Linked DNA regions of Pan troglodytes: region 1 is linked to region 2. Evidence: chromatin contacts called from public Hi-C data. All regions are on one chromosome and are shown on one strand. Each heading gives the region's core, a stretch centred on a gene start, on an enhancer-like site or on the middle of the called end of the contact. The rest is flanking DNA. Distances are from core to core; before and after follow the strand shown. Region 1 overlaps ETV6 (ETS variant transcription factor 6). Region 2 holds the start of ETV6 (ETS variant transcription factor 6).

Region 1 (2,700 bases), core at 151-2,650, 230 kb after region 2:
CATTGCTTATTTGTCACCCAACTAAAACAATGTACTTTCTTGATTTGGTTTTATTGACTGGATGAATTATATATACAAAGATTCAATTCGGGAAGCCTCTGAAGTAAGATGAAGAAAAAAGTATGAAACTCCAGAGAAAGCAGTTTGAGGCTTGTCCTCAGGGTCTTCAAGGACTGGGAGAAGTCACTGTATTCCGGCATCTTGCTTCTGTCTCCACTTCCTCCCACAGTGTTTAATGCTGCTGTGAATTTGTTTCAAAGGAAGCCTATAGACTTTTTTTTTTTTTTTTTGTACATGAGCCTCAGGAGCAGCCTTGACAGCTAAAAGACCTCGTAAAAGAGAAGCGTGAAGGGATTGCATGAAAGTGCTGGGGGCAAGTCTCAGCCCTCGGCCTTTGTTGGAAGGTGTGGGGTGTGCAGACACATGTGCACCTTCGCACACATGCATCTGTGCATAAATATCTGTGTTTGCAGGAAAGAAAAGATAGGGTTGTGGGATGTCCCCAGAAGCCACAGGGATTCCAGTGTTTTAGTACCAGGTGAAAGAGCCGCTTCCTCCCACACTGTCTCAGGGGGATGCCCTTCTGTAGACCTCTGTAGCCCAGTACCCTCAAGAGCTCCTGGAGACAGATGGCCCCGAACAGTCCTAGGGAAGCAGTGTGGGCCTGTGGCAAAAGCTTGGATGGCGAAGTCACCATGACTGGAATCCGGTTCTTGACTCCCAAGCAGGTGCATAATGTCCCTGAGCCCTTCTTTCCTTATCTGTAATATTGAGAATAGTAATACCCATTTCTGGGCCCTTTTGACTGTTAATGAGACAACATGTGAATGCATGGCACAAGAAAGTTAATTGCTACGTGTCACTGTCCCCCCCTGCCTCACTGCTGAGCTGCCATCCTGCCCATCTGAGAGGGACTGTGTGGGAGCTGTGGGTACAGCCAGCACGACTGCCTGCAGAGCCACGCAGGGCACTGACAGGGAAGGCCTGTGTGGGGTGCCCTTCAAGGCCACCTCTGTTTTCTTATTTCCTTGGAGATTTACTTTTGTGCTCCTGCTTCCCCTCCCTGAAGCTTTGCCTGCTGTCCATATTTGGAGGGGATGAATAAGATGAGCACTGGGGAGGGGAGGAGCCACCACTCCAGCAGGAATATTCCCAGCGGCTGAGTCACTGCACTTTATTATTTTCAGTGTGAACAACTGAGAAATCAAAGAGCCCTAAAAGAGAAGGAAGTTTCAGGACAATGTTTTTAAAAGATAAAAAACATCAACAGCATGGTGTCTGAATGGACAATAATAGAAGGGGCTTGAGGAGACTGGAAATTCCAGTTTGCGTAAGGGCGCACAGTGCTGTAATACAGAGTCCTACCTCCCTGCAGTCCCTGGATGTGAATTCCCAGGCTGCACCCACACCTGAGCAAAGCGGAGGCTGGGCCTTATTAGGTTCTAACTGCGGGCTGGATCTCAGCTGCAGGGTGTGAGTTTCGCATACCGGTGTTTCCCAGCCTTCTCCACACCTTATGTAATCACAGGTGAAAAGGTCCAGCCTCATTTGCAGCTGTGGTTCTTCTGCCCCAGGAAGCCAGGAAGCCAGGAAGCCAGGAAGCGTAGATTTTTGTATTATTTGCCTCCACTTCTCCCTCCCCCAGCGTGCCACCGTGCACATATGTTTTCTGTTTTCCTAAGCCACGGCAAAGCACAAGCAACTGCCCATTGTAAACACACCTCTGCGTATCAACACACACCTGGCTGCACTGGATTGACCAACTTTCTGCTTCTAGGTAATGGCTGATCTAGAATAGAGGAGGAGGAGGGGGAAAAAAAAAAAAAACAAGCAGCAGATGGCCCCCTGAATGTTGTAAACCGTGTTTCTCTAAGCAGGGTTTCTCAACACTATTGATATTTGGGCCACATAATAATTTGTGGGGTTGCTTAGTATATTGTAAGAGATTGAGCAGCATCACTGGCCTCTACCCACTAGATGCTAGGAGCACCCTGCACCCCAGTGTGACAACCAGAAATGCCTCCAGATATTGCCACATGCCCCCAGTTCAGAACCATATTTGTAAAGCTTAGTAGCAACTTTTTATTTCATATGCTACTTTGCGTGTTTTGTTGCTGAACTGGAAATATATTAATTTTTAGGTAATAAATTTCAAAAAATGTAACAGGGACACTCAGCCTCTCTTCTGGTAATTATGCCCATGGCACTGTCATTTGCAGGCCTTCTTTAAAATTCCACTTGGGCAGTTAAAACAACATAAAATGACTTTCTTAGAAGCTTTCCTGAAATTTAAATTAACCACAATAATTAAACATTCCCTATGTCAATAATTTGACTTTCCTGCTCAAAGTTTTTTAAGGCATCAGTTTTGTCTAGCGTGGTTTTTTTCTTTAGAAACCATGTTGGTTATGTGTGAATTGCCCATCTTTTTACAATCTCTGCTCAATAAGTTTATACAATGAGTCTCTGGTAAGAGACAGACGTGGGAGTGAAAATATTTCTCCTTAACCACAGGAAGGGATTTTTTACAATGCCTTTAGCGGCGGATACCGAGGGTACCTCACCCAGCAGGAAGGAGAGGGAACTGGGCTAAACACTTTCATAAACTACTTCTCATGGAAAAGAAAATCCAAATAGTGGAAATTTCTTTAAAATATCCGTGTGCCTTGAGATAGAAGAAAGCCCTTTCGTTTAAGAAAA
Region 2 (2,700 bases), core at 103-2,602:
AGGAAAAATCTGTAGGGTGGGGAGACTCGGGGAAATGTGTCCTGGTCCAGTGCAGGTAACATATATGGGTATATATGCGTATATACATATTTATACCATATTTAATATATTACTCTATTAAGAAATTATAACAAATTTCCTTTTACATTACACATCCACATATTAAACCCCCAATATGTGCTAACAAGGTTAGAATTTAAGTATAATGATAATGTTCTCAGTTTTTTGTGGTGGACACTTTAAGAGAGTGTAAATAATAATAAAAATAATAGAGTGATCAGATCACTTGTGCTCAGGGCTAGACCCTTCAGCCCCAACGGCCTTAACCCCCCTCAACTGCTTTTCCAACCAAATATTCCTCCCCCTGCAGGATCCCAGGGCCATCTAATCAACCGGCCAATGACGGTTTCAGAGAAGCGGTCCTGGGGAGGGGTATTATCTGCAGGAACACGTCCTGCCAACTTTGTAGTCGAGTCACCTATTTCGGTTGGTAGCGGCCGCTATTTCTTTAAAAGGGCAGTGGATTTCGAAACAGGAGGGGGAGGTCAGGAAAAGGAACTCAGCTGCCTTTGATAACTGCCCTGCAGCCTTCCCTTCCCGGAGCGCGTGCTCGGCTCGGGAAGCGCCCGCGGCCGCCGCATCCCCGAGCGGGCGCGTGGCGCCACCTCTTTCCGGGGCGCCCACCTTCCCCGGGAATCCCCCCGCCCGACGGTCCCCCAGCGTCTGCGGCGCGGCCGCCCCGGCTTTGTCTCCGGCGTCGCGCTCGGGCGCCCGCTCTCCCCACATTTCCCCGTGTGCAGGCTGTAACCCGATCTCCCATTTCCTGGTGGATTCTCTTAAAGAGGCAGCGGTCGAGAAGCAGAACAAAGGCTATTGTTTTATTTCCTCCTTCGGATTCCGCGTCCTAACCGGAATGGCCCTTCATAGATAATTACTTTCGTTGCATCTGCGCTTAGTGAAACGTTTCAAAACCCTTGTGCACATCGATGTATCCAAGAGTCGGAGCCAGGGGAGGTGGGAGGAGTTTAATAAAACCTGTTTTGTGGTGTCTGGGGCCACAGTGTAACGTTTTTTAAAGGTGTCTTCCTTAAGCCCGGAAATTGGCTCGGCCAGCGGGAGGTCTCGCGGCGTGGAGGGCGGGCGCCCGCACCGGGGGCCGGCCTGGGGGGCTGCGCCGCTCGCCCCGCTCGCCGCCGCGGCCCCACGCGGCCCCGCTACCCGGGTTTCCTCCGCCCGCGCCCCCGCGGCCGCCCCTCCCCCGCGCAGCTTTTATTTCCCTGATGCCGGGCTGTAACCCGAGCTTTTATTTCCTGGTGGCTCCTTTAAGAGGCAGAGCTCAGTGCTGGGAATTCACGTCAGTTTCTGCACTGAAACTCTCAAGATCAATGAGCAAAGCGCTTTCTCAGTTCTGCCTTTCAGTTTCTCTCTTCCAGGAAGGAAAACATTCGAGAGAGCGAGGGAGAGCCGCGGGAGGGCGGGGGGCGGGGGCGCCGGCTGCGGGTGGGAGGAGAGACCGGGAGGCCGGCCGGGCTGCGTCCCGGGTCCCCGCGCCGCGACCTGCAGACCCCGCCGCCGCGCTCGGGCCCGGCTCCCACGCCCCCGCCGCCCCGCGCGCCCAACTCCGCCGGCCGCCCCGCCCCGCGCGCTCCAGACCCCCGGGGCGGCTGCCGGGAGAGATGCTGGAAGAAACTTCTTAAATGACCGCGTCTGGCTGGCCGTGGAGCCTTTCTGGGTTGGGGAGAGGAAAGGAAAGTGGAAAAAACCTGAGAACTTCCTGATCTCTCTCGCTGTGAGACATGTCTGAGACTCCTGCTCAGTGTAGCATTAAGGTAAAAATCTTCTCCCCTCCTTCTACGTGGTGGAAACCCTGAGCTGCACCGGCCAGGGCAGTCGTGCTGGGCTCCTCAGAGCGGGCTGTTGCAGTTGCTCTGTTCGCAGGAAATTATTTGGGGCGCGAGGGAAGGAGATGCAGCTCGCGGCGGCTGCTGTACCCTTTAGGGTAACCTTGCTACTCCCCCCTCGCCGAGCCCCTGCCGGCTCCTCGGCCCCCACCCCCTTGCTTTTTGACAATGAAATGCCGGTCACAATTGGTCAGAGCAACCCGGATTGTCTCCAGAACCGTAAAACACCCCCGTAATTAGTGCGCTTAAAAAAAAAAAAAAAAAAAAAAAAAAAAAAACCTGCTCCCTATTCCTACACCCAACATGTGACTGAAATATAACTTTTGTTCCCGAGGGGTGGTCGTCTTAGAAAAAAAGTTCTTCAGTTTCCACTGCGATAGAATCTTTTTATTCTTTTAAAGGACTCTCTGGGTCTGATCAGACAGGATTTTTTTCCCCCTCGTCTGATTGTAATTGCAAGCGCTGTCGGAGAGACAGTCCTGGTGTCAGCTTTTCCTAGGCATTGCACAATGAATTTTTTTTTAAAACCAAGGTGAATAAAGTTGCTGAATAGTTATTTTACTCCGATCCATATGAAAGTTGAGCAATCCCAAAGTAGAAAACTCCTGTGATGGAGGGAGAGGAAGAACTAAGCAACCAGGCAAAATGACCTTCTGTGTTTGACAGTGCAGAGAGGCTATCTAAGCAGCACTCTGTAAATGCAGGGCGGTAGATGTTTGTAAACACACTGCTGGGCTACCCAGTAGTTGTGTGTATGCATGTCTATATATCTGTAAAGACTGTGGTGCTGCGGTTTGTT

What was found. A called contact is a pair of places that touch in the nucleus more often than the background predicts.
Region 1: a Hi-C map of stem cell-derived neural progenitor cells shows a contact between it and region 2, with 2.4 times the contacts expected there. The contact joins the enhancer-like site here to the promoter of ETV6 in region 2. A contact is called at or near these places in 1 of 7 Hi-C or Micro-C datasets (stem cell-derived neural progenitor cells) and 1 of 1 datasets of contacts at active chromatin or transcription factors (stem cell-derived excitatory neurons).

The regions. Positions count from the first base shown.
Region 1 is chr10:19,027,256-19,029,955 of NHGRI_mPanTro3-v2.0_pri, forward strand. All of the region lies in intron 5 of ETV6 (ETS variant transcription factor 6), which reads left to right. Among named protein-coding and RNA genes, the nearest start is that of BCL2L14, 170 kb to the right of the region's middle. Within about 2 kb of position 1,401, at least 12 of the 24 cell types and tissues checked have an H3K27ac peak or open chromatin away from gene starts, as enhancers often do. A contact at or near this core is called in stem cell-derived neural progenitor cells, where this site is marked.
Region 2 is chr10:18,799,147-18,801,846 of NHGRI_mPanTro3-v2.0_pri, forward strand. ETV6 (ETS variant transcription factor 6) reads left to right here and starts at 1,353. Exons shown (of 6, transcript XM_054664080.2): 1 at 1,353-1,829. The coding sequence starts at 1,797.